3 separate regions of the Hordeum vulgare genome follow, and all the other regions are linked to region 2. The links are chromatin contacts, called in public Hi-C maps. All regions are on one chromosome and are shown on one strand. The core of a region is the stretch at or near the end of the contact, and the rest is flanking DNA. Distances in the headings are between cores, read along the strand shown. Region 1 has its middle 61 kb from the start of LOC123443498. Region 2 has its middle 73 kb from the start of LOC123439782. Region 3 holds the start of LOC123443499.

What was found. A called contact is a pair of places that touch in the nucleus more often than the background predicts.
Region 1: a Hi-C map of leaf shows a contact between it and region 2, with 2.2 times the contacts expected there. The contact joins two enhancer-like sites. A contact is called at or near these places in 2 of 6 Hi-C or Micro-C datasets (leaf and seedling).
Region 3: a contact with region 2 is called in a Hi-C map of leaf, with 2.9 times the contacts expected there. The contact joins the promoter of LOC123443499 here to the enhancer-like site in region 2. A contact is called at or near these places in 4 of 6 Hi-C or Micro-C datasets (leaf and seedling).

The regions. Positions count from the first base shown.
Region 1 is chr3H:196,281,268-196,284,883 of MorexV3_pseudomolecules_assembly, reverse strand. No RefSeq gene overlaps it. Among protein-coding and RNA genes, the nearest start is that of LOC123443498, 61 kb to the right of the region's middle. Within about 2 kb of position 2,108, at least 3 of the 3 cell types and tissues checked have open chromatin away from gene starts, as enhancers often do. A contact at or near this core is called in leaf and seedling, where this site is marked.
Region 2 is chr3H:195,535,144-195,539,029 of MorexV3_pseudomolecules_assembly, reverse strand. No RefSeq gene overlaps it. Among protein-coding and RNA genes, the nearest start is that of LOC123439782, 73 kb to the right of the region's middle. Within about 2 kb of position 2,194, at least 3 of the 3 cell types and tissues checked have open chromatin away from gene starts, as enhancers often do. A contact at or near this core is called in leaf and seedling, where this site is marked.
Region 3 is chr3H:196,411,059-196,414,981 of MorexV3_pseudomolecules_assembly, reverse strand. It overlaps LOC123443499, which reads right to left and starts at 2,646. Exons shown (of 4, transcript XM_045119884.1): 1 at 2,375-2,646; 2 at 2,160-2,297; 3 at 1,527-1,782; 4 at 1-83. The coding sequence starts at 2,449.

The DNA.
Region 1 (3,616 bases), core at 859-3,358, 750 kb before region 2:
ATATTTTATGGCATGGAGGTCATATCCTCGAGCCATATGAATGCGGAGAAGGAAGTCTTCAACCCTTATGACCGGGTTTGTTCTCCCATCATATTTTTCATGTTTACGGGTTTAAACCCTTTCGGGAACTATCACACCCTGTGTGTTTTTACTCTCCTGACTAAATTAACATAGCTCAAAAATTAGGACCAATTAAAATTTTGGTGAGTGTTTGTGGTCCTTGATGTGATTGATTGTTTGCTTGCTTGTTTGCTTGTGTTTTAAATCACAAAAGTTCCTACTACTCTTTAGGCTCACCTCCTTGACCAAAGTCCATGCCCAATGACCATACCATATGCATAAAACCTAATTATGTTTTCCAAATATATTTTTAACCAAAAGCATTTATTTGGTTTAGCTTTTCAAAACCCTTTTAAGTGAGATTTGTACTACAAGTCCTCAGATTAAGGGAGAAGTTTTGCCCCAAATGTTTTATTTAAACTCTATTATCAATAAGACTTCCCAAAACCACAAAAATATCATTTTAAAAGTTATTTTACTAATTTATTTAAATACCTTTTCCTGAGGCTAGGAATGGTCTTTTATGAAGGGAACTATTTCTCTTGCTTCTAAAATATTTGAGAAAAATTAGGGAAACTCAGTGGGCATATATATTCTATATATAAGAGTTTCAACACATGGTCATGGTCAAAATATTGGACAAAACCCTTCAAGACCCTTTCTTCGTATTTCAATCTTTTGAAATATTTCTACAAGAAATATTCTCAAAAAATTCTAGGAAAACTATAGCAAGTCACACATGATATATGTGATGATCTTGCCAAGTTCCATCTGTGTCTAAGATGATTTGGTTCACCTCAATAATCCAAAACCTTGTCTGTCCAGAACCAAGTTTGAGCAACTCTACATTGTCAAGTATCTCCAAATGTGTTCAAATTTTTTGGACATGTTCTCATACCATAATAATGCATCCACACTAGGTGGTGCATCAAGGGGATCAAATTAACTTGTCCCAAGCCCCTCAAAACCACTACTGCTGATTTCTTGAATTTGGAAACTTTACATTATAAAGTTTCTCCAATTGATCCCAAACTTTTTGGGCATGCTCTAATACTGAAATAATACCACCACACCTAGTGGTGCATTAGTGGGAATTAATTGACATGAGTTTATCTTCAGAAAACCATTTCCACCCATTTCTTGGGTTTTTCAAGTCTACATTGGAAACTTTCTCCAACAAATCCCAAATGTGGTATCCAATTTCATTTTCACCTATCATGTGATCTTGTTATGTTTGATAGAAGGTGGAATCCATTTGCTAGCCCTAACACCCATCAAACACCTTCTACTCACTTATCAAATTTGTTGCTATGACCCCTTCTACTATTCTCCATGAGCTCAAATTTTTTTAAACAACTTTTGCTAGACCTCTACCACGTCGAGTAACTTTTCCAAGGCCTCCGATAAATTATTGGATTGTAACTCCCTCTCTTTCTCTCTCCTTTTCACGAGGGCAACACCTCTTTTACCCCTCCTCCATTTATTGTGATCACGCAAATGCCCCAGAGGCTTTTCAAATACCTCTAGTGTGCTAATGCACCATTTCAAAGAAATATATGGCATGCTCATGTGGAAAATATGAGCAGCCCTTCTAAAACTTGATTTTTGGAACAAATGAAGCCTTGAACTACAAGTGCTAGTTGTACTCCTCTCCCTGAACTGAAACTTGGTAGTCTTGTAGTTTCTCCAGGCCTATAACTACTAGACAATGTTTCATTTCAAATGCCTCACACTAAAACACTTTATGCTAGCCCGACGTTTGTTGCTGCAAACTTAAATAGAGATGAAACCCCACCTACACTGCACCATCTAAGACCAAACTCCTCCATCACTCTCTAGAAAGCATGCCTTGCATGTTTGACAACGTGGCGTGACCACATGGTGGTCCTGGACACACACTGGCGTGGTGGCCATGCCACTGACTTGCAGAAACGTAGCTCTGCGCCTTGTCCTCGTCCTGCAACTCTTGTCGCACAGTGGTAAAGTGCCCCAGCGCGCCAGTGAATCCCTATCTCCATCCTTGTCCCCCTCCATGACGCCAGCTAGGCTCCAAGCATCTCAGACACGCATGCTCCCGCCGCACACAGAGCATCTAAGTCCACCGAGCTCCATCTTGCCTCCCCCCTCAATTACCTCGCCCTCGACCCCCCTTGCTGCCCCTGCGCTCAACCCTCCCTCCAGTAGACCTCTCGGGCCTCCACTGTGAGCCCCCGAGCCATCTCCCTCTTCCTGCGGCCGCCATGGTGTCGACGCGGCCACCCTCGCATCCGAGCCAACCGACCCTCCCTCACCTCGACTGAGAGCTCCAGAGGGACGCCGTCAGCAGGGGAAGCTCCCGGAATCACTAAGGCTCCATTCCCGTGACTGAACCGTGCCCCCACGAGACGTCAGCATCGCCGTCCGCCCCTGATGTTGGCCCCCTCACTTTGGGCGTCTCTGTGGCTCACACGACCATCCCCGGTCGCGGCATGGATTGGGGCATCCGCCCGGACCATCGACTCAGCGCCCGCCACAGCGGGGTGGCCAGAACAGCGACGGCCGATGGCCCTCTATGCCCGTGACGTGAGGTAGAAGAAGGGGTAAGAGGAGAGAGAGAAAGGGGCGGGCGGGCCCCGCCTGTCGGCCAGAGGCCGAGGCACCGACGGGTGGCCCCGCCCCGAGTAAGTGGAGGCACCCCATCGCGTGTCCTGCCTCCCCACTGGAGAATCGCATCCCATGGAAGCGCCTTCGACAAGGCTGGTCTGCCCGGGTGGCCAAGCCGCTCGGCCGGCCCATCTGATTAACACGCGCCCTGGGCGCATTATAGCCTCTCTGGTATAACCCCCTTTCCTCTTTTTCTTTTTAAAGCTCATATAATTCATAATTAAATCATATGAGCTCCAAATCAACATATTCAAATTTCTAGGAGTTTCTAAAATCACTACCTATCCAAATATGCGCATTGCACATTTTCCACATACCTTTCCTGTAGGGATTAAAACCAAAATTGAATTTTATCTATTCAAACCCCTCCTTGCAAAATTCGTATAACATGCAAATCAACTCCAAATGGTGTGATTCCAATTTCTAGATGACTCTAAAATCATTCTCTATTTTTCGAGCCTAGGGGAACATTTTCCTCATACATTGTTTCTCTAGGCCAAATTCATAGCACCTATTTCCATTTAATCAACATTAGTAAATTCATAGGTAATTCATACCAACTCCAAATCCTATGAAACCACTTCCTACCTGTTTTTAAAATCATTCCCTAATTGATAGGCACATCCACCCTTTTTATTAAAAAAATATGTAGACTTCTCGTAGGATCACCCATTCCCTCCTTTTCCACCATTCAAAATTCTCTAGTTGTCCAAATCTCTCAAAAAAAGCTTTAGAGATTTTTCTTATGACCAGAGATGTCCAAGAAAAATAAGACTCCTATTTATTGAACAATTTGTGTTTTTGCTTGCGACGTGGCTTATCGTGGTTGTTTCTGACGATAGTTGACGAAATAAACGAGCTGCTCGGAGTACACAAGGAGCTCATGAAGACCTCAAAGACTTTGCTAAACCAG
Region 2 (3,886 bases), core at 945-3,444:
GTCCGTTTGGGTCCGCGCGGACATAAAAGACGGCCCAACGCACCGACCAAAACGGACGTGTGTCCGCTTTTCATCGCCGTGCCGACCCATTTCCGGCCTAATTTTGAGCCTAATTTGGGTCGACGCAGACACAAAGCGGACGCGAACGACGCGCACTTCCACCATTCCCTGGCTCGCCAGTCGGTGGCACATTGGTCGTTCTCCACCTCCATCTAGCCCTCGCCTCGCCTCGCCCTCAGCCCCCTCGTCACCGCCTAGTTACGGCTACCTCCTCCCGTACCGCAGCGCCTAGCCCACGCCACCGGCCGCATCACCCTCGGGGGACCGCAGCTTCCTCGACCCCAACCTGCCGTCGTCAGTAAGCTCCGTCGGCCACGCTCGGAAGCTGTTCGACGGTTTTCCTTAAGGTAAAAAATGGATTGCGCCGACGAGTTCTTTTTCCATAATGTTCTGTGTGACTCTGACGATCCCTCATCCAACGATGAGGAGATGTTGCTTCCGTGTTGGTCCATGATCACATTAATAGGCAGCGGTCGCTGTTCCGGGGCTCGATTTCGAGGCATGTTCCGATGTTGAATCGCAACCGAGAGAGAGACCATTTCCTTCTATGGAAGGACTACTTTGACACAAGCAATCTGCTCTGCAAACATCAGAAATTCAGGCGTCGTTTCCGTATGGCTAGGCATGTTTTCAACCGGATTCGAGAGGGGGTGGTTGGATACGATAACTACTTCGAGTGCAAAGAGGATGCCATTAAAAGGATTGGCTTCTCGTCTTATTAGAAATGCACTGCTCACATCGAGATGCTTTCTTATGGAGTACACGGTGATCTTATCGATGAGTACGTCCGTATGAGTGAGTCTACATGCCTAGAGTCATTATACAAATTCTACAAGGCTATGATTGCAGTGTTTGGCCCCAAGTATTTGAGAGAGCCGACTGATGCAGACATAGCCCGCTTGTTGACGACTAATGCCAGCGGGGGCTTCCCATGAATGCTTGGCAGCATAGACTGCATGCACTGGATACGTAATAATTGCTCTTCTGCTTGGCAAGGCCAGCACAAGGACCATGCCAAGGCTTGCACCGTCATACTTGAGGCCGTGGCCTCTCAAGATCTCTGGATCTGGCATTCTTTCTTTGGCATGGCCGGATTGCTCAATGATATCAACGTGCTTCAACGATCGCCGGTGTTTATAAGGCTTGCCGAAGGCAACAGTCCGCCAGTCAATGTTAACATCAATGGTCACAACTACAACAAAGGATACTATCTAGCTGACAGAGTCTATCCACAGTGGACCGCTATTGTGAAAACAATCTCCAACCTTGTCGGAGAGAAGAGGAAAAGATTTGCCCAAGAGCAAGAGAGTGCTAGGAAGGATGTCGAGCGTGCCTTTGGTGTTCCGCAATCTCGATGGGCATAGTTCGGTATCATGCTAGAACTTGGAGCACCAAAAAGTTATGGGAAGTGATGACTGCTTGTGTGATCATGCACAATATAATAGTAGAGGATGAGCGCCCGGAATGTCTACACGGTCAAGGGTTTGAATTTCAGGGTGACAATGTGGTGCCTCAGCATGGCGGAGAAGCGGTATCGTTTGCACGGTTCACCGAGTTTCTTCATGAAATGCGTGATTTGAAAACCCATATTTAGTTACAAGATGATTTGGTTGAGCATATATGAAATCATGTTGGCAATTAATAGGTGTATTTTGTAGACAATTTAATTTTTATTGGGCTTGTAAAACTTTGCTATATTTTATTTTTAATTGTGAAACTACGATATATCATTTGTTGTTGCAAAATATGAAAAATATCTGTATTTGTTCAAAAACCGGCGGCTAGCCGACCAGACGGACAAATATGGATCGACACGTTAGACGCGCTGTCATCCCAAATCATAACCGGAACGGATACGCGAGGCAATCAAACGAAAAGCGAACGAAATCACCTTTCGTTTGGATCGGTTGGAGTTGCTCTAAAGTTGTGGTGAGCGCCTTGAGGCAAAGCACAGACATGGGTTCATGGCCGCAGCGAACTCGTGTCAACCAGAGACCAGTTCACACACAGACGCAGCTGCGTGTGCGTGATCACTTCCAGCGTGATGGAGAGGAGAGGCCCACGGGAGGAGGATGGATGCAAGGCATGGGAGCACAGTACTACAGTACACTAGACAGGCATGTGGGCCCCGGCGCATGTGCTGAAAGGGCCTTTTGCCATGTTCACCGCTGCGAATGCAGTGTCCTTTCCCAAACTGTAGAGTAATTAACTAGTACCAGTAGTACATGATTACATTACCACTTCTAGTTTAAGAAGGTTTTTGTACTCCCTTATTTTGAATCGTAGTATATGTTTTTTTGTACCCTGCTGCAGGCGCACGACGTGGGGCGTCAGGCTTTAGCCCTTGACCGCCGTCCAAGCCTAATCCAAAGCCCAGGCAATCCTTTCCCAACCTAGACAGGTGGGCGGCAACAACATTCCGCCTAGATGCGGTTTCTTTACCGTTTCTACCGACCGACATCCTCACCCACGTACGCCGCGTGGGCTAGCGTATTTCCCTGCTTCATCCCCGGCGAGCAAAATTTGCAGATCGTGTTGTTTCCCATTTTGCGCGCGGAGGCGCCCCTAGAACCGCAGGAATCACGGGCCCTGAATACCGTGGTGTACTGTTTCCCGCCGTGGCTTGGTGTGTTCTTCCTCCCTTTCTCTGCCCTTGTGTCATGTGCTAGTGGTTTGCTTAATCATGGATGGCCGAGTGCCCGTTTATAAGGGCGAAAGAAAGCAAAAAAAAAAAAAAAAAAAACAATCAAGGCTCCGGTGCTCCCCCGCGCTTTTCGGTTGCCGTGTCCGTGTGGGGGCAGTTGGTACGATGATTGCCGGGTTCCGTGCCCCCAAGCCGCAAAGCCAAGCAGAATTTGCGCCTGGCATCCATCCGATCCAGAGCGCCGACGGGATGTGTCGTTCCTTGGGGATTCGCCGTTTCCATCTGGATTTGGTGTCAAAATTGGTGATTTCGGTAGGGTAAACTCACTCGCGTACCAGGGTCGGTCTGAAGATAATCCAAGTGTACCATGGTCAGGCATGCTACTACGCGAGAATAGAATATCTTCCCCACGTGAAAGCACGGCTAGTTTAAGCTCTCAGGCGTCGGAGGTCAAGGAGTACGTCAATCTAACTTGACTCGTTTGACTAATTGGTCACTCCTACCATCACCGCATTCAAGCGGACAGCGCTTCCTGTTAAATATACATAGTTAAGACAAGTTGCGCCAGCTGTTGTGTTGGGTCCATGCATCATCATATTAGACAGAGCTTAGCTTGTTCCTGAAAAAGTTGAACAACACATGCAAAGTTCGTTGGACCCTAGGACGGCACGGCACGGCACGGCAGCATTCCCATATGTGTCCTACTCCTATCTGCTAGCTGTTCGTGCGTGCATGTGCGACGGCACCTGTAGACTCACTAATGCTGGGCTGTGCGCAGCGCTGTAATGCTGTGTCCGTCGGTCGTGGCGATGCGTATGAGACGATACCAGTCCAAGATGCCGCTGATTTATCCCGAAATATACGATTGTTTTATCGTTAAAGGTCGGATTAGGCAGTCGTCTGATACTCTGATTGCAGGCCCTCGTGGATGCAATGCATTTCTGTCCTTTCCATATGTCATTGGCTCATTGCTACACCCTACATAGTGATATTGACATACTGTGACTGTCATACTGTATGGTTTCTGGTTAGGCGCCTGCGCATGCATGGTTTGATTGGAGAAGGCTATCAATGAGGGATCATACTTGTGATGTACTTCCTCCGTTTTTAAATACAAGTTTTTTATAAAATTTTACTAAGGAATTAGATACGGATGTATATAGATATATTTTAAAATATAGT
Region 3 (3,923 bases), core at 1,397-3,896, 880 kb before region 2:
TTGATTGCCTTGTAAATCCGACGACGATTTTGAATTTTCAATCTCAAGATTGGCCTTTTCTGCGAGCTTCAACTGTACCCAACCTGTAGAAGAATTCCCAACGTGAGCTTCTTGAGCAAATAACCACAACAAGTCACCAGCAGACTTAACTAATTCACATGGTGTATAATAACCATTGTTTAAGAATGACATGACGCTGCTAAATTGGCAACTGGTGGCGCAGAGTGTTAGTAATGCAGATGCTTATGTCAAGATGGCTGTATATAAATGGATTATGTGCATCTGCTTTCTAATAATAATAACACTTATTAAAGCACCCCCACATGAACAAGGAACCTAGGTGACTGGTATTTGGCCACAAAGAAATACATAATGAGAAGGTAGCATAGGCTAAGCTTAACGTGTGAAAAGGTGAAATTATAGGCTACCCATAATGAGACAAGTTCAAACATTCTTAAAAGAATGGAACACGAGGGCTACAATTAAGTATGGAAGAAAGCGTTGCACGAAGATGCTATTTACTTTGCACTAAATTCTATACTATTAATCTATCATAGAGGATATTACACATCTATTAATATTTGCATCATCAGGTCCATAACTAACCAGCCCACAAGCAAAGGTCCATAAAGAAATGATCTGCATATCCGACGAAGCTAGTCTAGAAAACCACTAAAGTATATGGAGGTGAGAATACCAAGGGGAAAGCAAATTCCGGCACCTAGAGCAGATCCAACCAATACATTCCTTGCACGCCACATTGGTGAACCAGGTACTGAAGGTATAGACATCAGTTGAGATGAATCCAGTATACCGAGCAATATCAGTTATTAATAGTAAATACAAACGATGATATTATTTACAGTTTCTGAAGATATATGCTGATTAAGGAAAACAATATGGATATCAAGAATCATCAAGATATTTAGGCAAACATTATGATATGTATTCTTCCTCCACAAGTAATAAAAAAATTTCAAGTATCTTGATTGATGCAAAAATTCCATTAGACGTATCTTGGCAGGCCAATTCCATCAAACCATATACCCGATACTGCAATCATCAAATGTTAGGGGTTACATAGCCATAGAAGGCCTCTAGAGGCAGCCAACCTTACAGTTAACTAAATAGCCTGTGATAACTAATAGTATAATCATTGCCAACAACAGAATACTCCCTCCGTCCCAAAATTCTTGTCTTAAGTTTGTCTAGAAATGGATGTATACATACATCCATTTCTAGACAAACTTAAGACAAGAATTTTGGGACGGAGGGAGTATTTAACAAAGAGTAGTAGTTACAAACCAGGGTTAGCCATAGCAACACACTGAGGGTATGTCTGGTTAACTTCTAACTATGAATGCGGTGCTGTTCTATATTCCATTTTAATCAGTTTATAGTATATTTCATAAGCTTTTCATGTTATACCTTAGTATACAATAATAGGTAAATGTTTTTTGGTGACCAATGAGATGTTTTAACCAAATGCAACTAAAATCCAAGATAAAAAATGGTGAGATACATACATATAAGCCCAAAAGCGGCTGCAGTAGCCGAGCCAGCTCCAGCAATATTGAACACATCATGTACCCCACGGTTCTCAATAAGAAGGTTCTGTATGCCAAAGAAAGTTGCAGTGAACATCCCAAGGCGAGCACCACCAACTAGTGAGCCTTTGGCAACCCGGATGAACCTTTTCTCCATGGCATCTCTCATCAACCTATACTGTTCGCGCTTGTCTGTGGTGCTCCCCATCTTCAACATCACTTCAGCATCTTTGCTCTGTAAAATAGGATACGAATGTAGTTTTCACATAAGTCATTCTTTTGGCCTAAAGCATGCTAACATTTAGAGGGAAAGGAGTGAAATATCATCCTCAGCAAAAAGAAAGAAAGAAAGGGGTAAATATCTAATCAAATTTTTGGGATACCAAATCCTAAGTAGGTAACGAGTAATTTCCTATATATATGTTCTAATTCAATACTGTTGCATAAGGTAGTCTGTATTTTGTAAATTTACAAAATTATGCTAGAACTCTAGTTCCTATATATGTGTACTGATTATTATCACTAATCAGCTCCATTTTTACATCCACAAAGGTTACATACGAGGCAGTAACAGAAAGGAAGATGTAATAATGAAGTGGGGCGGTAGCTTACGACGTTGGCGTTGGCCTCCTTGGCCCCGCCGTAGAGAAGACCGGTGAATACGCCTACGAGGGTCCCAGTTCCCCAGCTTACTGTCCCCACTGGCCCAGACCTCGACGGCGTGCCTTCCGCATCCGCCTCAGCGTCCTCCTGGGTCATCCCCACTCAAAGCACGTCAGAAAAATAAATAACTCTAAACCATAAGCAGCAGGGGACAGGTCGCGAACCGTAGGGGAGGTAGAATCTGACGAACTTGGCAGCGGTTCGGCGGGAGGAGGCGTCGGGGCGGCCTGAGTAGGCATCGGGGTCGCGGGATCTGCTGCAGGGCGGTAGCCCGCTGAGCACGGAGGAGACGCTCGAAATAAAAGCAAAAACAGGACGCACTTCGAGCAGGCGGATGTTGGGAAGGGCAGGTCAGCGCCGGCGGTGGTGCGTCGCGGCGGCGAGATCAGGTGGAAATGTGAAGGGGAGAAGGTCGAGTGTATGGGCTTTTTTCCAGTAGGGTGGGCTCGTACTGTTGTTTTTTACGTGCTCTTTCAGAGCCCACCGAAGAAAACGTAAGCGTTTCTCAAAACAAAAACAAAAAACGCTTTATACGTGTACGTAAGAGCGTCTAAAACCGCCTTAAAAAAAAAGAGCATCTAAAACGGGTTTTCCCCTCGGGTTTTAGATACCTCTCGTGGCGACACTGCAAGGCTGATCCGAACTCTACCACCAATCCTACTCCTTCTCGACTAGGTTCTCGATCCCGAACTCTACCCGACCTTGGTTCCTTTTGCGGGTTGCTAGGGTTTTGGCGGCTGGAATACGTAGCTTGCTAGGTTTTGGCCATGACGGGATCGGGATCGCAACCGTCAGCAGGAAGCGCAGCCTCCGGAGGAAAGCCAATCGGAGTTGAGGAGATGATCGAGAAACTCAATCTTCAGGAGCGGGAGGAGGACGATCTGATCTTTAATCAGGAGTTCCCACATGAGATCGAGGAAGCGAAGTTCATGGCGCTGGCGATGGTGCATACGAACAAGCCTTTTAGTAGGGGTTTGTTCTACGAGACGATGAGACTTGTGTGGAGCCTAGCGCACGGAGTAACCTTCAAACCGTTGGGCGAAAACCTATTCTCCCTGATAGTAAACTGCCTGGGGGATTGGAAGAGGGTCCTTGGCTGTTTCGTGATCATGGAGTGCTAATTGAGAAGTATGATGGATACACCAGATACGATGAAGTGGTGCTGGATAAACTTGCAGTCTGGATCCAGATTGTTGATCTTCCTCCACTCTTCGGGAAGGAACACGTGGTTCAATCATTGACAAAGAAAGTTGGAACGGTGGAGAAGGTAATGCTAAACCCCAGGTGGGGTGATGGAAGGATTGTGAGGATCAGAGTTAAGCTTGACATCCATGAGTCACTGATGAGATATGTCTCTATCACGAAGGATAAAAAGAAGGTGTATTACTCGGTTCTATACAAGAAGATGCCGGTGTTCTGCTATGTGTGTGGCCATATGGGACATACATACCTCGAGCATGGTAATGGAAAGCATGACCCGCAGAACATGGAGTAGGGTGAGTTCATACTTGCAGCTCGGCCAGGAGTAAGGAGGCAAACAGGTCAAAGCTTGAAGGGTAGGCAGAAGGACAGGGCTAACACGGGTGGTCGGGGAAGAAACAATGGCTCGGATGATGATGATGATCTGAATGACACTAGCAATAGCCCTGTGAAACCTATTGGGGGGAGGTAGGAGATAAATTTTCTGGGCGAAAAAGTCTTACCTTTGAGGAG